Linked DNA regions of Capra hircus: region 2 is linked to region 1. The links are chromatin contacts, called in public Hi-C maps. All regions are on one chromosome and are shown on one strand. Each heading gives the region's core, a stretch centred on a gene start, on an enhancer-like site or on the middle of the called end of the contact. The rest is flanking DNA. Distances are from core to core; before and after follow the strand shown. Region 1 has its middle 15 kb from the start of TSPAN9. Region 2 holds the start of TULP3 (tubby-related protein 3).

Region 1 (6,454 bases), core at 2,344-4,843:
AATTTATTTTTATTTATTTGGCTGAGCTGGGTCTTAGTCACTGCATGTGAGATCTAGTTCCCTGACCAGGGGTTGAACCTGGGTCCCCTGCATTGGGAGCACAGAGTCTTAGCCACTGGACCACCAGGGATGTCCCCAGTAGAGTATATTTTCTAAAGGACAGAGCAGGATTGGAGTTAACTGGACACGTCCACGTGAGCTCATGTTCCAGCTCTCTCACTGGAGTGGACAGGAGTGGACATTCCTTCCTGCCCTCAGTGCCCATGGAGACGATGTGATTTGCACCACGAGGGCCCAGGTGTTTGTCACTAATAACATTCACCATTTAAAAAAGCAGGGCTCCCTGGAGAATGGCTGGGTCCACATCTCAGTGCAGAGAAGTGCCAGCAGACCTAAGTCTGCTAGCTGAGGCCAGAGCTTGCTAATCCAGAGGACTCAAAAGGTGGTGTTGAAAGCAGAAGGGACACAGCAAAACAAACCAAAGCTGGTGATCCGAGTTATCAGAAAGGAATCAAAACTTGTGAAAAGCCTGAGTCCCTAACAACACTGAATACCAGTTAGACTTAGACAAGGTGCATGGGAGCTCTCAAAAATGTCAGCTATTCCAGCAATGTGCATGCCACAGCCAAGTGTGGGTTGATAATTAAGCTGTGAATTTCTGGTGCTTGTGTCCAGGCAGTGAGATACCTAGGAATGAAAGAGGCCCTGAGGTGTCTTTTTTGTTTGTTTTTTGGTGAGGGTTTTGGGAATTTTGTTATTGTGGCAGGCAAAATTTGACCCCAAGAAGTCACTCCCCACAGATAATTGCCAGACTGGGTGACATCTAGACTCTATCCCCAGCCTCCTGCAATCTCTGAATCTGTAACAGTATGGTAGCTTCAAATACAAAGCTTATAACCCCAAAGTGTAAGGATCCTCAAGTCCTAAATCTTCACTGTAGTCATCTCAGCCCACCCGTGAGGCTGATTCTGCTTGCTTTGTTTGGACAGAGGCTTGAAAATAAATGTAAATATGATGAATGACACAAACATGTATCGATATTTGAATTTTGTGATAGGTTTAAGGATATCTGTAGCAGTAATTATTATAACCGGAGAAGGAAATGGCAACCCACTCCAGTATTCTTGCCTGCAAACTCCCATGGGTGGAGGAGCATGGTGGGCTACAGTCCATGTGATCGCAGAGTCAGACATGACTGAGCAACTTCACTTCTTCACTTCAAATGTTATAATCATTAGGGTAATTTATATTTTCTCTTGGTTTGGGGATAATTTTAAAAACATGACCTTTGTTGTTGTTGGTCAAGCCAAGTGGCTTGCAGGATCTTAGTTCCCCAACCAGGGACTGAACCTGCACCCTCAGCAGTGAAAGCTCAGAATCTTAACTACTGGACCACCGGGGAATTCCCTAAAAATATAATAACTTAAATTTTAACTTAAATCCTCTTGAAAAAGTCACATAACATGAAATTAACCATTTTTAAATGAACAATTTTTATCTGCTTTTTTAAGTTGTTGGAAAAGTATAAAAGTATGTGATATATTAGACTTATGATGTTAATTTAATACTAAGGTGGCTGAACGGTGAAGGTTAAATGTTTAAATAAGTCTGCTTAGATCTCTAAATTGAAACTTACTATGTTTCATGAATATTGTGTGTTCCTAGTATTACATTCCAAGTGTCTAAGATTTTGTTAGATTTGTTTAAGTATGGCTTGTTAGATATTTGAAGTGCTTAATTATAGTTTTGTCTAAGCTAATTTAACCAAGTTTGTAAGTGATAGTAAATATTTAAAGAATTTGTAAGCAAATTAAACATTAATCAAAAAGAAAAAGAGATTTAACATAAACTACTAGCTTTCTGAACAAAATAGCAGGATTTGTAAGTTGAACTTAATAAAATCAGGCTTTAAAATTTACAACTTTAATCAACTGAAAAAAAATTAAAATACACAAATAACTTGAAGTATTCTTTCCCATGCACGAAAGTTTCCCCTCAGGCATTAAAAACTCAATTAATAGTGACTTAGCAGTTTATAAATTAATACAGTGGTGTAGAATGATATTGTTGAAATTTTTGACCGCTTAAAATATTACAAGTCAAATGAAAAGGAAGCATCCTTTTTTGAATTTGTTAACTTTTTAAGTTCTATTTTTATTGACACTATTTTATTTATAGTAACTAAACCAAACAATGATGAGGGGGACTTCCCTGGTAGTGCAGCATGCTTCCAATGCAGGGGGCCTGGGTTCAATCTGGTGGGGAACTAAGACCCCACATGCCATGCGGTGTGGCCAAAAAATTAAAAATAAATAAATAATGGCAATGCCTTAACTGACTTGATTAAAAATCCAGACCCTTCTCTGCTACATATTAAAGATGGCCACTAATTCTTCAAAAGCAAAACAAAGAAACAGAAAAACCAGTGATGAGTGTGTTGATCAAATGCACACCTTTCCCAGGGGAGGAAGTCCATCACGTGCTCTACCTCCAAGGAGGAGGCGTGATCATTGACGAGTCACGGGTGGGGGGCAGGGCTTTTCTCTGCACCTGGTTAGAAAGCCTAGCCTGTTGCTTCTCAGATTTGAGTGTGTAGGAATCACCTGCAGATTTTGATCCCGGGAGGGTGGGGTGAAAGTATATGGGTTCTGAGCCCCAAGTGCCTGCTCTGCCCACGTGAGCACACACGGATGTGGCTCTTCTCAGGGGTCCCATTTACCAAGGGCTGGAGCTGCCCCCTCAGCCAGATCAGCCACGTCTGTGTCTCTGTGGCTGGAACAAGCCATCTTGCCGTCACACTACATCGGGACCCGGGGGGGTCACTGTCTCCTCTAAGCAGGCATTGAAGCAAATGCTCTCTGTTGCCCTTGACTCACTTCCTCCATCACAGAGACCAGATCCAAGATTCTCTGGGTACAGCCATGGGAAGGATAAACAGAACAGGAAGGCGGCCCAGTTTTGCTTGTTTGTCGTGTGATCCCCTGCTAGCATATAAGCTCTCCCAGGACCTGGACTTTGATTCTATTCACCGCTGCATCCCAGGAGCAGACACGGGAACCGTGCCAGACACATCCCAGGTGCTCAGCAATTGTTTAATGAGATAAACTCGGCCTATTTGGGCTGTAGGCTTTCAGGCCAGCCCTTCTAGAATTTGACATTGGGGTCCAAGTCTCCGCTGATAAAGACAGTGGTCAGTGCCTTGCCTAGCCTCAATTGTGCATCTCTCTCTCTCTCGAGGGAGAAGAACTATGATCAAGGGTAGATCTGGGTCTTCTTAGGCCCCTGGCTAAAATGACAGCTGAAGACCACTTCCATCTTAGAGCCCAGGCCAGAGGAGGGTGGTCCTCACTCAAGGCCGAGGGAGGACACACACCAGAGGCAGAAATAGAGCAGACGGCAATCGAGAAAACCAAGGCCCCCAAAGCTGCAAGTGGAATGCGATGAGTTGCCAAACCCAAGGGAGCAGAAGCAAATATCAAAGCCAGGGACCACGGCCAGGAATCCAAGACCCAGGGAGATGAAGGGGAAGAGCAAGTGGGCCTGCAGCAAGTGGGGAGGAGCCGGGCCGTTCCCCGGAGCAGGCATGTGAGGCTTGCTTTAATGTGCCTCCAGGAGCAAGGCCAGGGCAGTCTGTCAAGATTAAAGGGGGCCTGGGTGGGATAGACAGAACGGCATTCCCTGGGGGCTCCTGGTTTTCTAGAGCTAAAGCTGGGAGTTGGGGGAGTGGGCGGTGTATGGTTTCTCAAGTCCCAAGGCTGCTTTGAATTGCAGCTTGCACTTCCCGACTTCGGAACCTCTAGCAGTCACCGAAAAGTCTTCTCACCTTCACTTGCTGTTTGTTTTTGTGAGGGGCCAAGCTCTGTCTGACTCTCCATGACATCTATGGACTGCAGCATGCCAGGCTTCCCTGTCCTTCACTGTCTCCCAGAGTTTGCTCAAACTCATTGAATCAGTGATGCCATCCAACCATCTCATCCTCTGCCGCCCTTTGCTGTTAGGAAGGTGCAAACTCATAATCAGTTTAAAGTCTGTTTCTCCCCCACAGTCTCCAAGTGATATAGGCATATACAGCCTCCACAAAGTGTCTACATCAGGATCAGTGGGGGATTCAGAGAAAGAAACTGGAAAGAAGTCGGCCAAGTAGTGACTGGAGAGGAAAAGCGGAAGGAGAGAATCGTGCCAAGCTTCAGAAGTGCTGGGCTCGCCTTTGGGAGGGAGTCTGCAGAGAGAAGCAGATCCCCTTTGATATCAAGAAAACATTCCCCCACCCGCCCATCACAGGATGCTCAGCAGGCTCTTGCTCTGAACATCTCATTGCTACCCAATTACTTCCAAAATGGGACTGCTCGCCCGCCAGCTGGCATGCACATTTCCCTCCAGTGTTTGTGGTTGTCTGATCTTTACTTCTCTAATTATCCTCTACAGTCTCCACCCCTGTGCAAATAGGAGCATTTTCCAGAGAGATGAGAAAGCTTCCATCGTCAATGACTGCCAGTGACTCTCAGGGTCTCTGGGGCCAGCTCCCAGCTTTCTGCCCAGCACCAGCATCTGGAACAAAACCTCCTACACGTTCCTAACCTGTTCCCCACTACAGTCACCAGGAGAGGAGCCAGAGGATCCAGGTGGAAGCACAAGATCTGCGACGCAGTAACCGGGTGCCATGAGTGAGCGATTCCTCTGAGCCTCGGTTTCTTCTATGAAGAAAGTGTCTACAGCATCACTACAGAGCAGCTGCGAAACCAAGCAAGACAGTGTGTTTAAAAGTGGTCTGTAGGTGCTTCCCCGGTGGTCTGGTAGTTAAGAATCCGCCTGCCAGTGCAGGGGACTCAGGTTCAATCCCGGAAGATTTCACATGCCGAGGAGCAACTCCCCGCAACAACTGAGCCCACGTGCCTACTGCCTGTGTTCCACAACAAGGGAAGCCCACATGTGATAACAAAGAGTAGCCCCTGCTCGCCACAGCTAGAGAGAGCCCTCAAGCAGTAACAAAGACCCATCACAGCCAAAAATAAATAAACAAACCTTAAGAAAAAAGTGCTCTGTAAACTGAAAAGTGCTGCAGAGTCAGGAGTGGGATTATTACTGTTGTTGTTATAGCCATTCATGCTTCAAACGTTATGCCATGATGCATGAGTTAGAAATATGTTTGGCTGCAAATTACAAAAAAAAAAACACAAAAGTAACTTAAAGAAGATAGTTTATTTCTCTCTCATATAAAATCAATCCAAAGCTGTAATGGTGCTTCATGGAACCAAAGATCCAAGATCCTTTTACCTTATTGGTTTACCACTGGTAACTTCTATTCCTAAGGTTATTTCCTAGTACAAAATAGCTGCAGGAAATCCAGCCATTACATCACAATCCAGTCAACTGAAAAGAAGGAGAGGTGAATGCCCTCATTCTTCTTATTTATTTATTTGACTTCCCCATTTCTTAGTTGCAGCATGTGGGATCTAGTTCCCTGGCGAGGGATCTAACTCAGGTCCCCTGCATTGGGAGCATGGATTGTTAGCCACTGGATCATCAGGGAAGTCTCCTTCTTTCTATTAGAACACTTATGAAAACTGCAGCTCTATTTGCCTCCATTGGTCAAACTTACACAGCCTCATCTAGTGGCAAGAGAGACTAAGGAATATGGTTTTTATCCTGAGGGCCATGTGCCCTGCTAAAAATGGGGGACTCTATTATTCAGGAAGAATGGAAACCAGAGCATCTCTGCCCCAAATGATTGTTTCTGTCTCCTCATTTTAATATACATGTCAGTGCACAGCTCCCCTAGAAATGCTTTCTTTTCTTTACAACTGAGAAGAAAACCACTATTTCCTGCTTTCCTCCCCCCTCTCCTCTGCCCTTCAATGTTGGAATGACTCAGGGCAGTCCTGGCGACACCTCCTCTTCTCCAGCCATCTTCTCCTAAGTAATCTCATCTAGTCTCAAGGGCTTAAATACCAACCCAGGCGCCAGTGAAACCTCTCCCCTTCATTCCAGAATCGCAAGGGCAGCTGCTATGGACGCCTCCACTGGGAGGTCTAACAGGGATCTCAACTCAGCTCCGATCTCCACCCGCATATTTGCTCCTCCTCGAGTCTCTCCCATCACTCTAAGTATGTGACTTGAGCCAGGAACCTTGGAGTTAACCTTGCTTCCTCACTCTCCTGCCCACCCTGGACCCAAGCCTCAGGAAATCAAAGTGATGGTCTTCAAACACATCTCAAGGTCACTGGCTTTCTTTCCTCTCCGCCACTAACCCGCATCCAGAGCACTGTCTCTCCCCTTGACTCTGCAGCCACCTCCTAATGGGGTCTCCCTGCTGCCTCCCACCCCTGCCCTCCACTTATGTATCCTCACCTGACAGCCAGGTTGACATTTCAAATAAGTGACTCGGCACAAAGGTGGCAGATTCCACACATCCGTCTTTGTTTTCTCTTGAAATCCTTATAAGATGGCTGCATAG
Region 2 (6,454 bases), core at 2,881-5,380, 110 kb after region 1:
GACTCTACACATGGACATCACCAGATGGTCAACACCTAAATCAGACTGATTATATTCTTTGCAGCCAAAGATGGAGAAGCTCTACAACAGTCAGCAAAAACCAGACCGGGAGCTGACTGTGGCTCAGATCATGAACTCCTTATTGCCAAATTTAGACTTAAATTGAAGAAAGTAGGGAAAACCACTAGACCATTCAGGTATGACCTAAATCAAATCCCTTATGACTATACAGTGGAAGTGAGAAATAGATTTAAGGGACTAGATCTGATAGACAGAGTGCCTGATGGAGGTTCGTGACACTGTACAGGAGACAGGGATCAAAACCATCCCCATGGAAAAGAAATGCAAAAAAGCAAAATGGCTGTCTGAGGAGGCCTTACAAATAGCTTTGAAAAGAAAAGAAGTGAAAAGCAAAGGAGAAAAGTAAAGATATTCCCATTTGAATGCAGAGTTCCAAAGAATAACAAGGAAAGATAAAATAGCCTTCCTCAGCAATCAATGCAAAGAAACAGAGGAAAACAACAGGATAGGAAAGACTAGAAATTTTTCAAGAAAATTAGATTATCGTATCCCACCCTAAAACTAAAATCATCACATTTTAAGAACAGTAAATGAGGGACTTCCTTGGTGATCCAGTGGTTAAGACGGTGCTTCCAACGAAGGGGGCATGGGTTCAATCACTGGTCAGGGAACTAAGATCCCATATTCTGCGTGGTTCAACCAAAAATTAGAAAAAAAGAAAATTTAAGTAGCAGGAAAAAAAAATCCAAACTTTTAAAAGTAGCACAAACAAATAAAAAAATCCAACATGCCATAAATTCAAGACGGTATTTTTCAATGTATGGGTCACAGAATGATCCCTGGATATTTGTTAAGAGCTAACATTCCTGTGCCTCAGCTGAGTTCTATCAAATCAGAATCACGGAAATCAGCACTGTGACAAGCAACGTGAAAATTCGAACATACTCACTTGTTTACAAAAATAAATACATAAATAAAGAACAGGAAAGGAAAAGATGAGATTATTTAACATACAGAAAATCTTTAGAAGATCCCCCTAAGAAACCTACCAATGAGCAAACTGAGTGACATCAGAGACAACAAGACGACATACTTTTCAGCAAATGTAGTTTTGTACCTTTCGAAATTTGTTATTGAAATGTTATTTTATTAATTCGGTATAAATCATTAAGGGAATCCGAAGAAACCCTGTTATTCCAGAGGAGAAAACTGAAGCCAGACAAGTAACTGAGGGGCTCCAGGTGGCACTGAGAGGCAGTGAGGAAGCTGGGACTGGGGCTCAGGAACCCAGTGGGAGCCTCCAGCACTTGCCCCACCTCAGTGCCTGGCGGTAAAGCAGAAAGGACCCCCTGATAAACACTAGGGCACTACTCTCATCACCTTCAGAACAGGGGTCTCCCAGAGGTCCGGTGCCCCCTATGATACAATCCCTTTATTCCAGAGACCCTTCCTGCTAACCATGAGTGCTGTCACAGCAGTCCTAAGGCAAATGGTCAGCGATGACAAGCCTCATTATCAGGACTCATGACAAGTACTAAGAGTTAATAAAGACAGCATATCCACCAGCATGTGGACAGGGTGTCTCTTCTCAAGCATCAGTGGAGTCAAGCTTTAACCAGGCCAGGACAATGCTGTAGGCCTTACTAACCACAAGAACGTCTGGCGAGGCAGCACAGACTTAAAGCATCTTCCTAAGGAACCGAGCATCTTCCAAAGGAACTGGCTCAGAGGAAATAAAGGAAAGCAGACCAAAGAAGTCTCAGTTTGAAAGAAGCCTTAGCAATTTCACTGTTAACTGTACTCAACATACCTAAGGGAATTATCAAGGCCCCTTCCAGGCCTCAGACCCAGGTTCAATCCCTGGGTGAGAGAGATCCCCTGGAGAAGGGAATTGTGACCCACTCCAGTATTCTTGCCTGGGAAATCCCATGGACAGAGGAGCCTGGGGTCGCAAAGAGTTGGACGTCACTGAGAAACACACACACACACACATATCCAGTCCTCAAATCCTCTAATACGGAGAAGGCAGGCAGCTTCCACTCTTTCTCTGAGCAACTCAAGCATGCTTTCCCTCTTGGTAAGAAGAGATGTTAACTTTTTCTTTCAGTGGGCACAAAGGCAGGGGAATCAGCACAGTTTACACAGGAAAGAATAAGAGAAGCTGGACATGAAAATTATTCCAAAGAAAGTCTGAGTCTCTTTGCTTGGAAAGGAAATGTATTACAGGGGTTATTCTTGCTTTCCTAGGTCTCTATGAAGTCTTCATATTCGGAGAAATACATGCATGAGCGATGTCAGTCAGTAGGCTTTTACTATAGCTCTTGATAATGCCCAAATACACTGTAGTCTTGCATTAGTTAATCTAAGTATATTCAAGCACTGGGTAAGTCTGTTTACCAACAATTAGCTCATCCGATGAAACACCTGAAAAAGAGAGAAAGTGAAAGAGGATAACAAGCCTGGCCCAGACATAACCCCCAGCCACCACTACTGGCTGCATTTCTGAAGAAAAACCATGGCATATGGACAAACCAGAGACTAGGACTTCCGTAGTCAGCTCTGGGTCACCAGGTCACATCACGCGGAGCAGCCTCTCCCACCATATCTTCAGTCCTGGATCAGGAGCACAAAGCCAGGGAGGCTCAGGTTCCAGCGCTGGCCAAGCACTGCTGTCATCTCCAGGGGAATCTATAGCACAAGCGCCTAGCTCAGCCAAGGAGCTGAGAGTGCTGCTTCAAATTCCATCTCCAGTTTCCACTAAACAGTTCAGATACAGGAAAAATGTTCAGCGTATTTGCTCATAATTTTTCTACTTTGTTGAAAATAACTCTGGGGAAACGGTCTCATCACTCAAAAGAAGAAAAAGAAAAAAAAAGAGTCAGATGAGACTTTAAAAAGTCAGATCCTTCACACTGAAAAGTACTCATACCAAAAACTCTATCCATGTATCTCATCAAAAACATCCAAAACATACAACGTGAAGCCAAAAAAAGCAAGAGGCTTTCATTCCACTCCCCTCTCGGCAACAAGTCAGATAACCAATGACAGAACATAGGGCAGGAGAAACATTTGGTGACTCACACATTCCTCTTCGAAGTCAATTTTCAGATTAAAGAGCTGGTTTCTCTGGGAAGACAGAGAGGGACTAACTTGACAATTATCCCTTGAAACTTCAGGTCCAAAGAATTAAAAACCGTTTTGCCTCTTGGTCTCTCAAAGTCAATTCCATTTCTTTTTCCCCCAAATCATGAGTCACACCAAACATCTGGTAGCCGGGAAATTTACTGCCTTAAATCCATTCACTTAAGATTGACCGGATAGCCACGGCAGAGCGAGCACCACCCGAATTCAACGGATGATGCTGAATTTTAACTGGATCTCCTCCTTGGGCGTCCATATTTATACTTGTAAATGTCGGTTCTTCTCTCGACTTAAGAAAGCAAAAAGCAGTGAACCAACTTCACAGAGCGCTGCTCTCACGTAAATAAAACCCGATGAAACAGAAAAACGGGTGTTGTCGGCGCCAACGCCTCTCGGGAGACCAGCTTTTGGGCGGTTTCAGCTGCTGACCCAGGGCAGGGTCGGCCCGGCTCCGGACGCACGCCGGGTGGTACCGGGCAGCAGGCGGGCGCGGGCCCAGGCGAAGCCGTGATTCCACCCCGCCTGTCCACTAGTCCGCCGGCGGGCCCCGGCCGAAACGCCTGGCCCGGCCTGCGCTGACTGCCCGGAGAGCCCGCCCTGGACCGGGATGCCGCCGCCCCCACAACTGCTGGCCCCCGGAGCCACCCGGCACCCCCGGCCCAGGCCGAGCACCCCCTGACTGACGCGTTCTGACGAGGCCGGACCGACCCCGCGGGTCCCGGCGCGACTGGACACGAGCTGGCCCTCGGCGTGGGGGCCCCGCGCCCCCCGGCCCAGCCGCGCCCGCCTCCCCTCGGCGTCCAGCCCAGACCTCTACGGCCCTCTTGGGTCTCCGCCCGCCGCCATCGCTCCTGACCTGTCCCCGCGGGGGCCCGGGCGGCGGAGCGACGACTCCATCCTGCCGCACCGCGAGCGCCGACCGCTTCCACACCCGCGGCAGCTCCTGGCCAGCCTGGCGCAGCCGCCCCGCCCCGCAACCGCACCCCGCATTGTCACCACCGCCCATTGGTCCGCGCGCACGCCGCTCCGCGCCCATTGGCCAACGCACGCCCGACGCTCCGCGCCCATTGGTCCGCTCGCCCGCCGCTCCCACCGCCCCCGCGAGTGGGTTTCTAGGGGCGGCGACGCCGCGGGAGGGTTGCTAAGGGCGGGTTGCTACGCGCCGCTGGGTGGGAGCCGAGGTCCACACCCTAGTTGCGGCTGGGCTTCCCCGCTGCCCGCGCTCCCCTGCAGCCAGCCCCGCGGCGGTCAGTACTCAGAGACCACCCAGGGCGCTTCCTGGGGGGCCGCCCTTCCGATCCCGAGACATTCCCGGAACCACACTTGCCAACCCAGCAGTCCTTCCCAACGATGAGCGGCCGCGCCCCCTACCCGCAGGACGCCTTCTGCCTGCCCTAGTCCTGCCCAGACTTTTAGGACGTCCACGAACTTGCCCTGCACGCTTGCCTGACGGTCTTTTCCATCTCCCGCCCTTGACTGCCTGCCGCCGTCTTCTAACGTCTGTATCTCGTAATGAGATCCGCTGTCGGATCCAGTAAATCTTGTCCCCAACTTATTCGCAGTTTTACGGTCCCTACAGAACATCCTGTCAAAACTCATCGCATGTTGACTTTGCGGCGTTCGATTCGGAAGCTAGTGTGGCGTCCACGTTTTGAGTTTTTAAAACGCAGAAAATGTGGCACAAGCTAGGAGAGCCGAGGTCTGTGCTCGCCGGCCAGCCTCCACTCACTGTGTGACCCTAAACCCGGTTCATTATCTGTGCTTCAAATCCCCACATTGAAAATAATCCCTGCTTGTCTTGGTCTGGCTGGACCTGACAGACTACGTTCTGAAGGCCGAGGCGATGGAGTTAAATGAGAAGATACTTGTATGGGTGGGAGGAAAAGTAAGATATTTTCTTGACTGGACAGTCCCTCTGCATTAATTACAGTAAGAAGTAGTATTTGAAAAGATTACAGATTTATTTACATACACTTTAAACAGGACAAGAAATCATTTCCCCATCCTAGTTAATATTTATAGGTTATTTCAACTGGAAACAAAAAAATCAAAACATAGCAACCCTAGGTAACTTAATCATGTCCCCTTTATCTCCCCAGCAACCCCCCTTCACCATATTTATTACATGTTTGCTGCTCTCTCTTCACTCTGCCCTCTCAGATGAGCCAAGACTGCAGGGACAGCAGCTCAACTAGGAAAAGTCACAGTCTGCTCCAAGTTTTTCCATGTACCGGGTCAAAAAGGAAGCAGTCACCGAGCTGGTCCTCAAACATGTGGACTGAATTACTTTGAATGAGGTGACTAAAAGAATGAATAGATAATGGCTAAAGGGAACCATTAAGAATGACCATTTATGGGGGGAGGGGGAGGCAGTATTGCTGCATTAGTGTAGGTCAGAAGCAGGGTTCTCTAAAAACTCTGCAGCCATTTATTTACAGACATTCTAAAGTTATATTTAAAATTTGTTAAACAGTTAATACACTAAAAATATGAAGTCAACTGTTTACGATACTAAAAACTGTTTATGACATAAGATATTTTAAAAAGCAAATCTGGGAATTCAATTCCCTTTTGACTCCAGTGATCAATTTCTTGAGACCACAGATGTCTGGGACACCAGTCAGTCTTTCACGAGGAACTGGCTTCTGTTCAGCTTTCCCCTCTCCCTGAGGTACGCGAAGAGGTGTCGTCGCCTCCTCCACGTGACCTTTATCCCGTACTTCTCCTCTGGGGTGTCTTTAACCAGAACAGGCCCAGGCTCTGGGCTCTTCGGTGTGCTCGAGTGAAGGGAACAGCTGGGAAGGCTGTTTTCCCTCAGTTCAGAGGGAATGGGCTCTCCCTGCCCCGGGGATCCTGGGGTCTGGATGTCCGGGGGAATGAATGCACATGGGAAGTCTGGAAATGTGTGTGCCGACAGCTCCCTGCAGCTCTGGGGGCTGAGCATGGGCACTAAGGGCCTTCCGGAAATGTCCTTTTCTGGTTGACTGGGGCCATCCCCGATTGCCAGGATCCCGGGTGTGGCTGAACTGGCAAAAGACTGTGGAGTCTCAAACGTTAGACATGGAAACCTGGAGCTGGTAGATTTTCGACTTGAACGCCTTGCGTGGTCTCGATGATGATGCTTCCGGTTGCCTGGGAACCAGCTTTCTGCTGTTGTATCAAACTGAGGTGATACCTAAGGATTCCAAAAGAAAGACATAAATGTGAAGCATGCTAACTCCCAGATACAAACCTAAGGAAACTGCATCAGATGACCAGAATCCTAAATAGAGGCCCACAACAGCAATGGACT

Evidence for each region. Hi-C and Micro-C count contacts between places; a contact is called where the count stands out from the background.
Region 2: a Hi-C map of blood shows a contact between it and region 1, with 2.3 times the contacts expected there. The contact joins the promoter of TULP3 here to the enhancer-like site in region 1. A contact is called at or near these places in 2 of 5 Hi-C or Micro-C datasets (both in blood).

Annotation. Positions count from the first base shown.
Region 1 is chr5:105,682,103-105,688,556 of ARS1.2, forward strand. No RefSeq gene overlaps it. Among named protein-coding and RNA genes, the nearest start is that of TSPAN9, 15 kb to the left of the region's middle. Within about 2 kb of position 3,594, at least 1 of the 5 cell types and tissues checked has an H3K27ac peak or open chromatin away from gene starts, as enhancers often do.
Region 2 is chr5:105,793,880-105,800,333 of ARS1.2, forward strand. It overlaps TULP3 (tubby-related protein 3), which reads right to left and starts at 4,131. Exons shown (of 11, transcript XM_018048632.1): 1 at 4,019-4,131. The coding sequence starts at 4,059. RHNO1 (RAD9, HUS1, RAD1-interacting nuclear orphan protein 1) reads right to left here. Exons shown (of 3, transcript XM_018048634.1): 3 at 5,103-6,337. The coding sequence ends at 5,783.